Regions from separate parts of the Drosophila melanogaster genome. Here all the other regions are linked to region 1. Evidence: chromatin contacts called from public Hi-C and HiChIP or PLAC-seq data. All regions are on one chromosome and are shown on one strand. Each heading gives the region's core, a stretch centred on a gene start, on an enhancer-like site or on the middle of the called end of the contact. The rest is flanking DNA. Distances are from core to core; before and after follow the strand shown. Region 1 holds the start of mfrn (mitoferrin). Region 2 holds the start of larp (La related protein). Region 3 holds the start of wdb (widerborst).

Region 1 (3,105 bases), core at 299-2,798:
AGCAAGCGGCCTCAATTGGTGTCCAATTTGGTTTTCCGCTCTCTGGCTTTTAAAACTTCACGAATTTTAGCTCGTCAAACGGACTGTGTCCAGAATCTAGATTATAACGATGACGCCGGGAATACCGACCAGGCTTTAGACTGGCAACCAACTGCCTGCCGGCTGTCACTTGCGCGATTGACACATGTGGCCACGAAAATCAATAAGTGCTCGAGCCACCAGCCAGCTGAGTGAAATACAACGAAACAAGAATCGGTCAATAATAGGTATTGAATGCGTGGTGTACATATGTACATATTTACATATAACCATATACATATGTGTATATACTTGCGGCGAACGTCATTACGAGGTGGGCATTTGCATACGCTTAAGTGGCGGACTTGTGCACTTGGTTGGCCCTACCGAATTTTCAGAAGAACGATGAGAACGCTCCGCCGATAAGAGCTAGTCCAATTACTATGGCTAATCTTATCGCGGAAGCATAAACCAATGGAACGTGCTACGATAAGCGTTCAGAGCGGCTATATGTGGCTATACCACCCAGAGCTCTTAATGAGAAACGCAACTCTTGGTTGCACTCGAGACGTGGGCAATTACATCACGATTATGCCAAAGCAGCGGCGGCACACACAAAATTCCGATTGATAGTGAGGTTAGGTCGTGTTATGTTCATGCCGCTGCTCCTCCGATTACCAGGCGGCCATGCAGTCTCTCTCACCTTGACGGAGTCCAGCGGATACATGACCACATGCTCCAGCACGCCCGCAATTGCGCCCGCCGTCATATTGACACCCACACTGGTGGTGGGCAGCGATTCGTAGTCGTCGATGTTCATGGTGGATCCGAACGGTTGCCGTCGCTTTCGATTGTTGAGGCTGCTGGTGGGGCTGCACTATCGACTGTGTTGTGTGCTAATGCTGTGGTTGCGCCCTTGCAGTCGCTGCTCCTCTTACGACAACCTGCTAATCCGGACCAGTTCTGCCAAGTCGCTGTTGCAGTTGCTGCTGCAGAGCCGCTTTCTCCGCTGGGATCGGGTCGCTCCGCCTGTCGAGGATCGGCGTTGGTTAGCGGGCAACTCTTGGCCGGCGTATGTCGGGCACTTTTGGTGCAATTTTGTTGTATAACACGGATAACACGACGATTCACGGACGCACGGGCGGGTGTATTTCGGGGGGTGGTGCTGCTGGCGGAGGCGGCGGCGGTGGCGGTGGTGGTGCAGAGTGTACGCGTGAGGTGGTCTTATGCGAAACTGCTAATTGACACTGCTGTTGCACGACTAGCATACAGACGACATAGAGACGATTCCCCGATTCAACGATTCACGCGAGGAAGCAATTTCTGGTTTAGTTGCTCGCGGCTAAGCTGCTGCTGCTGGAGTGGCGGCTGCGGATCGGTTGTTTTATGAATATATAAGAGTCGGTTTGTGGCCGAAGCGGAATTTTGGCTGGGTCGGTGTTTGGCAACTGACGCAAATGTTGTATGATTACAGCGAATCATTAAATTTCGCCCAATAAACAAGCCTCGTGCCCAGAGTGACCGCAGCGGGAACGTCGCAAAATACCAAAATGGCTCGGGTGAAAATACCAGCACAAGTCCACCCACATGTGGGTGCGGAACCTTAACGCCATGGCAAATAAAAATACCAACATTAAAATATTTAACTTAACATTGTAAAATAAACCGAACGGTACAAAATCATATGTTATATATTCTAAAACGAAATGGATTTCCTTGATCTCTGTCAGGAATTTATATTTTATTTCAATTCATATTTTTATCATTACTTTGCTATATCAATAAGTTCTCAGTTATCTATTTTGGCAGCTTAAAAATTGTATATACACGAAGTTGTTGTGCAACCGACCGAAGAATTTATTATTTTAAAGCTTAGTTGTTGTATACATGAAAAGATACTAATTTGTTTCAAATATAAATCATATATCTACCGGCCTAAGTGTTCCCTTTTGTAAACTATTGATATAAGAATGTAAATTATCAAATTAAATATATTTAACAGTAGAGTTTTGACACTACATCCTCTTGTAAACTAAATCCCAAATAGATTCTATGAATGTATGGGCTTTCAAATAAGCAAACATTAAATTTATTTAAATTACACTATTTTCGTGCTCTGTGCTGTATATATATCCTATTTCCAGTGCAGCCCCTGGTATTTCCTTCCAATGCGCTTAGAATGTTCCAGCGCCGGAATACGGTCACTCTGCGAGGCATTTAAAGGCCTTCCAGCCGCTTGTCGGCGTCAGTAAAAAAAAATCAAAGCAGGCGACGCAAGTGCGGACTAATTTATTGCATCTGTTATTCGTGACGTGGCCTTTCGCCGGACGAACCGATAGCTCGAGCTCCGTAAATCAAGCTACCAAAGATCATGAAGTACTTTTTGCTGGTGGGCCTGCTGCTCCTAGCAGGTAAGTGTGCACATTTGCCACGCCGCATTGAACCGGTGTTTTAACCTAATTATTAATTGGCGTCTGATTCGCGTCTGATTAGGCATCAATCAAATAGCCGCCGATGACGAGGCCGCCACAACGGAGACCATCGACCTTGATCTGGGCTCCTTCAAGGAGGGCTCCCGCACCGGTACGTAGACACGCCCCCCTCTCGCGACGACGAGTTTTGTTTGGTACACGTCAGCGTTGCGATAACCGCCCCCTTTTTCTAATTCCCAATCCCCCAGATGCCGAGACCCTGAAGCGCGAGGAGGAGGCCATCCAGCTGGACGGCCTGAACGTGGCGCAGCTGAAGGAAATTCGCGAGAAGGTGGGTTCATTGCCAGGTCATTTGGAAGGTACACGTATGACCGGGATTTCCTTTCCCTTTTTTCTTTGTCTTTTGTCTGTGCGTGCAGGCGAAGAAGTTTACTTTCCAAACGGAGGTCAACCGCATGATGAAGCTGATTATCAACTCGCTTTACCGCAACAAGGAGATCTTCCTGCGTGAATTGATATCCAACGCCTCCGATGCCATCGACAAGATCCGCCTATTGGCTCTGTCCAACAGCAAGGAGCTGGAAACGAATCCGGAGCTGCACATCCGCATTAAGGCCGACAAGGAGAACAAGGCGTTGCACATCATGGACTCGGG
Region 2 (3,105 bases), core at 405-2,904, 390 kb after region 1:
TACAATTACGTCATTTTATAACTTTTCCACGCAGTGTTACTATAGCTAAGCTTGACTGTTTTGGGTCATTTACATATAGAACTATTCAGGGCAATTCTGCGGTCAATACTAATGCAATTTGTATAGTAATTTGCATTAACTTAAACTTTTAAGTGAGCTAATAAATTCAAGTCAACATCTCGAGTTTTAATGGCCTTATTGGCCGTAGAAAAATAGACTTTTGAAATTAAACTGATACCAATGCAAAGAAAGAGTGGAATGGAAACTAAAACCTCTTTACTAAAACTAAAGAATGGCCATCTAAGCCCAGCTTTACTGTGCCTACTAGGATTTTCCAACAAGATTGCGAGTTGGGCGAACGCGAGGTGTTTGTTGCTCAATTACGGCGATTAATCTCAAGTTCGCCCTTCTGCAATAATATTTACATCTTTACTTAATGCAACTATTACAGCACACACACATACGCACATACACTGCACTTTGAACTTGGGGCTTTCGCAATGGGGATTACTATTCTTGTGGGACTGCAGAAGAGCCTCCCGAGGAGTGCGGTGATTTTTTAGGAACTGGCCATCGGAAAAGCCTCTCCCAGCGGCCGTTTTCTCGATTTTCCTCAGCTGTCACGCTCCTCGGCGAATTGAATTTACTGCCACGGATTTTGCACGATTATATACTGCAGTTTGGGCGAGCGGAGAAAATCCGTTGCGAGGCACGACCAATCGTGAATCGAGAGGTATTATATTATTATGCAGCAGCCACACACAGCAGTGTTCCAAAGAAGAAGAAGAAGTGAGGTTAGATTTTTGCCCCACACAAGAGGAAGAGGAAGCAGCAACACAACGCTAAGCGACCAGGGCTGCCGCAAAGCGAGCTGCCCACTTGCCAAACTGGAGTACAACGTAATGGCATGGCGTTGAACGTAACCGGTAATACGACAGGAAATCGAAGCGAATTAAAGGTGCAAATAAAAGAAACTGCGTTTATAGCTACAATTTGGTTTTATTATACCCTGTGGCCTACCACAATATCCCTGTTTTCGCTTCACCCAATATTATGCAATATCCAATGCACTCGGCTAACGGCCTGCATTGCTGTTAGTGCCGCCCTGGTCGGGCCTTTTAAAACAGCTGATTTCGACTGCAGCTCGCCTCGAATTTCAAAACGATGCACGCGGTCACACACACATACACAAGTTAAGGTTCAGATTGATTTGAATACGCACCAGAGGAGATTGAAATGGAAACAAGAATTGTATTTTATTCCGCTATCTCTCCCACTTCTTGTTTCGTACGTTTCGTATGTTCACTACGCACTTTCCGCTCCGCGTGTTAACACGTACACAAGTGTGTGTGTGCGTGCGTGTGTTGTTATTGTTGCTTTGCTTTTGCTTTTGCGGGTTTCCTTGCACACACACTTTCGCACCACTACGCACCTCGAATCACTGCCTCTCGCTCGCACTCACTCACGCGCTGCTGGGCAGAACGTTACGAATATTATTTATCGGGTTTTTTCGCAATTGCACACACACTCGCTGCGTTATTGGTTGCACCGTACTTGCGCCGTTCACTTGTCTTGTCAATTAACCGCAATTAGTCAATTAATTGGAGCATTATACCGCCGAAACGAAAATCAAAATCGGTTACCAGACATGTGGTTCTACGGGTCCAAAAGAAAAAGAGCAGGGTTGTTGTTCAATTCGTTTGCGTTGCGTTGCGATAGATATCGACCGATGTGATAGCTACGGTTAATAGAGATGTCCCAACCGGCTCGCAACTGATTTAATTTATTTAATGTTGTTTTTAAATATGATTTTGAAATATCTTCCAGAAAGAATTACTTTTCGAGAACAAACTTATTTTTTCCCCATTTACCACTTGATTTGAAATTGAAAATAGGACATTCAAATTTATGCGGCTTATCGATTTCACACTACTTAAGTGCTCGGAATATCATTTATTTTTATCAGAATTTATTTTTATTTAGTTTTATCAGAATTAAATATATATGTAATTTTTCTTTTTCTAAAATTTACAACGTGATTAACATAACGTAAGCAATAACGTGACGTGGCCCTCGTTTTTTAAACATTTGAAACAAATGTTTAATGTCAGATAAGCATTTTTTGTAAAGTGAGGTACATATAGATCTTTGTTTGGTTTTTCCCGTTTTCAAACAAATTTACTGGTTAAACATTTTCCAATCCATTTTTAATTGAAAGCAGCAAAACACTTTTAAAGAAAAACTGGAAATAATTATATTTCAATTGCACATTCACAAAAAGTAGTGGGTCCACAACACAAAGGGTCAGTACAGCTACAAATGTAGGGGTTAAACATATGTGGCTTCAGCCAGAAGGAGCACAAATGGGTTAAGGGTTCGGATTTTGATCCGACAAAATACCAGAAAATTTTAACTTAAGTGCTAGGGTTTGTTTTGTTTTTCTCAGGCAGATACTAAAATGGAATTCTTGAGACGGTGCGAGCCAGTTAGCCAGATAGTTGGGGCGCCTACTCCACGGTCACCGACTTGGCCAGGTTCCTGGGGCAGTCCACGTCGCAGCCGCGGAGCACGGCGATGTGGTAGGACAGCAGCTGGAGCGGAATCACCGTGAGCACGCCCTGCAGGCAGTCCACGGTCCTCGGGATCTGCAGCGAACGCGTGGAGAAGGACATGGTCTCGTTGTCGCCCTCCTCGCAGATTAGGATCGGTCTGCCCTTGCGGGACGTCACCTGCTGCAGTGCATTCATGCACTTGGTGTACACCGGATCCCGCAGCACGATCATCAGCACGGGCATCTCCTTGTCCACCAGGGCCAGTGGTCCGTGTTTCAGTTCTCCAGCCAGGATTCCTTCGCTGTGCATGTACGTCAGCTCCTTGACTTTCTGCAATGAGCAAGTTAATTGATTAAATTCAGCTCATGAAGCGTGGGACAAACATAATAATTAATTTAAGTGCACTTGGCAAATAAACAAGTTAAGTGAATTGTTGACATCGGTTATTTTCCATCATTACGTTCCCATGCATGCATTACGATGCATAAATGAGATTCGATTAAATTATAGCTCAAATTATCAAATGGATTACCAGTGCGCCCTCCAAACAGGT
Region 3 (3,105 bases), core at 425-2,924, 370 kb before region 1:
AATGTGAATGGGTAGAGAGAGAGGATGGGAAGATGAGTAAAAGGTGAGAGAGCGCAGCTGTTTTGATGGGGCTCTTTTCGCTGTTGCCTTTGCTCTATCTTTTGCTTCACTTCGGTTTGTTGATTCCTTTCATCTATTTTGCCTTTTTCCTCATTTAGGTAAGAGGAGTAAGATTAGGTAACTTGTGTCTATATGAACATAATTCTTAACACATTTTACTGCTTGACACACACACTTATCATAAATATGTATGTTTCAAACACACACACAGGCACACACACTCGGTGCGAGAGAGACACACACACGCACGCGGCACAAAATCGATATTCTAAAAATAATATAAGTAAAAAATATATATGCTCATACGAATTCTAACCGATTGCGTGCGTGTATTTGTGTGTGCGTGTGTGTGTGCGGGCTGGCTGGATTGCGAGCGTAATTACATATTTATTTATTTATTAAAACTTTTGAAACACCGAATTGCGTCTGGGGATTTAGCCGCTTACTGCGCACTTGAAAAATTTGCATTCGCCTTGGAAATTTGGCTTTAATTTTGCACTCGGCTTTGTTTAGTTGCCTTTTATTTCTCCTTCTTTATTCGGGCTTGGAATTTTCGCTGCAGAATTTATTAAAAACCGACTGCGTATGTGTGTATATAAAAGATTTCTATATCTTTTGCAACCGACGACGAAGGCGGCATACGGCAACTGTGGCGATATTTTTTTCCTTCGTCCGACTCTCGCGCTCTCTTTTCGTTTTCGGCTTGCTCTCTCTGGCACATGGGTATATACTATACGCGAGAGGGAGCAGGCACACACAAACGAAAAGCCTGCCTCCAATTGATTAGTATTAGTACTTCGAATAGTATTACTATTGTTATTGTTTTCATCTAGCTGACTTTCAATTGTTTGGTGCTGATATTTAGCTAGATTCCCCAGGTGCGATTACTCATTTGGCTTTTGTTTCGAGACCACTGTGCCAGATTTCTGGGTGAGAGCGTGGTGAGTTTCGTTTCAACTCACCACAGAAACTGTTGTTGCGCGTCGCGCTCTCTATTTAGGCGGCTCTCTCCCACACACGGTCACACTACAGTCCCAAAAATGAATGAAAATACCACAAAATACCATCCAACGCACGGGCACACCGGCGAACTGAAAGACGCCGCTGCTTTCAAGTTTTTCTCCCGTTTTTATTTCCTATCGAGGGCGATAACCAAACAAGGCTATCGTTATCGACCTCTCGCTCGCTCTGTATCCCTCCTTCCCTGTCGCACTCGCTCTCCTTTTGTGTGGCTAATTTTTTCCTTTTAGTCCTTTTTTCGGTTGCCTTCGTGCAGAAATTCCCTGCTTTATGTAATTTAGAACACAATGTTTGCGTTGCACTGTTGGCCGACTGCAGCTGAAAACCGCACAAAAAAAGCGACGCACACACACACCTTCGAGCATCCGGACTTCCAATTTGCACTGCTTTTCTAACAGTCTATCGCGCACGCACTGCCACAATTTCACCCGCTTATCGCGCCGCAATATGGGACGTTCGCTTTTCAATCGATTTTGGTAACCGGCAGGTGCGCTTTATGCGAGAATTACGAATTTTCTCCAGCGGCAACTAGAATCGTTCACACAGACACCGTAGAAGTGACGCCATCTTTGAAGCGATTAGTGTTGCAAAGCGCGTCTGCAAAAGTGCTGGCTACCAACTACGGTTGATAGGGATGAGGGCTATGGCTTGTTGACCGAAAATGATAAATGTTAACTATGCCAATATATTTTAGATTTTACTAATACGTTACAAAAATAAGAAAAGACTATGATAAAATTGTGTTTTAGCTTGGCTCATAAGTATTGATCCTTTATAAGCTATGGTCTTGCAGTGGCTAACATTTCTCAAATTAGGGCAACCATCTGATAAGATTTCTAATTCGAATTCTAATAAATGAATTTAAACTGCTTTTTCTTAAAGTTAAAAAAAAATTAGTTTTAAATCAAACGGCATGCATACATTAACCATCAAACAATGTAATTATATATATAATATTACCAATTGGGCTACTAAATATTGCTGATATGTAAGCTATGGTCATGAGGTAAAGGCATATTATTTATATAATTTTCATAGTATCTTTGTTGTAGGGGAAAAATAACAAGTAATTTAAAATTGTTCAATTGACTTAAAACAAAATATAACAGATATTATTTTTAAATCCAACGACATACCATATAAAGTTGGTATTTCTTTCTAATCTGCTTGGTATTCTCATCGACCCCAATCGGTCACACTGGTCGTGAATCAGAAACGCACTAATTAGTCAAAAAAACGGTACAAAAGATCGCTTAATTGCTGAAATTTCACCTGTCGCAGTTAAGTTTACCCACCAGCAGTTCAAAACCAGCCAGAGGCTAGCTAAAAACCCCAAAGATCGACCCCAAAACATCGCCGCAAAGTGGACAACTCCCAGTTTTCAGAGCACCTGCCCCTCAAAAAGGAGCATCGCGACAAAAAGGCGAGACTTCGCAGCAGAATGTCCTCGCTCTCTGCGTCCGCGGAGAATGTGTCCAGTTTGGGACTGGGATCGGGCGGAGGAGGAACTACTTCCCACGACGGCAACTCCCAGCAGGGTTCCGGATCCGACGGAGGATCCAGTATGTGCCTGGAACTGGCCCTCGAGGGTGAACGCCTCTGCAAGGCGGGTGACTGCCGGGCGGGCGTGGCCTTCTTCCAGGCGGCCATTCAGGCCGGAACCGAGGATCTTCGCACTCTGTCCGCCATCTACTCCCAGCTGGGCAACGCCTACTTCTACCTAGGCGACTACAACAAGGCGATGCAGTACCACAAACACGATCTTACGCTGGCCAAGAGCATGAACGACCGACTGGGCGAGGCCAAGTCCTCTGGCAATCTGGGCAACACCCTCAAGGTAATGGGTCGCTTCGACGAGGCGGCCATCTGTTGCGAGAGGCACCTAACGCTGGCCAGGCAGCTGGGAGATCGTCTGTCCGAGGGACGCGCTCTTTACAACCTAGGAAATGTCTACCACGCCAAGGGCAAGCACTTGGGTCAGAGAAACCCTGGAAAGTTCGGCGACGATGTCAAGGAGGCGCTCAC

What was found. Hi-C and Micro-C count contacts between places; a contact is called where the count stands out from the background. HiChIP or PLAC-seq counts read pairs in DNA pulled down with a chosen protein or histone mark.
Region 2: a Hi-C map of the S2 cell line shows a contact between it and region 1, with 5 times the contacts expected there. The contact joins the promoter of larp here to the promoter of mfrn in region 1. A contact is called at or near these places in 7 of 107 Hi-C or Micro-C datasets (the D17-c3 cell line, the Kc167 cell line, the S2 cell line and 1 more) and 3 of 6 datasets of contacts at active chromatin or transcription factors (all in the Kc167 cell line).
Region 3: a POLR2A S2P HiChIP or PLAC-seq map of the Kc167 cell line shows a contact between it and region 1, with 2.3 times the contacts expected there. The contact joins the promoter of wdb here to the promoter of mfrn in region 1. A contact is called at or near these places in 2 of 107 Hi-C or Micro-C datasets (embryo and pre-blastoderm embryo) and 1 of 6 datasets of contacts at active chromatin or transcription factors (the Kc167 cell line).

Annotation. Positions count from the first base shown.
Region 1 is chr3R:27,946,473-27,949,577 of dm6, forward strand. mfrn (mitoferrin) reads right to left here and starts at 1,549. Exons shown (of 6, transcript NM_143343.3): 1 at 722-1,549. The coding sequence starts at 838. It overlaps Gp93 (Glycoprotein 93), which reads left to right and starts at 2,239. Exons shown (of 5, transcript NM_143344.3): 1 at 2,239-2,429; 2 at 2,512-2,601; 3 at 2,699-2,781; 4 at 2,870-3,105. The coding sequence starts at 2,390.
Region 2 is chr3R:28,334,786-28,337,890 of dm6, forward strand. larp (La related protein) reads right to left here and starts at 1,655. Exons shown (of 7, transcript NM_170365.4): 1 at 1,223-1,655. Gfat2 (Glutamine:fructose-6-phosphate aminotransferase 2) reads right to left here. Exons shown (of 2, transcript NM_143360.4): 1 at 3,085-3,105; 2 at 2,234-2,882. The coding sequence ends at 2,508. It also overlaps asRNA:CR46104.
Region 3 is chr3R:27,580,567-27,583,671 of dm6, forward strand. It overlaps wdb (widerborst), which reads right to left and starts at 1,675. Exons shown (of 9, transcript NM_170340.2): 1 at 1,023-1,675. pins (partner of inscuteable) reads left to right here and starts at 2,274. Exons shown (of 2, transcript NM_080260.4): 1 at 2,274-3,105. The coding sequence starts at 2,522.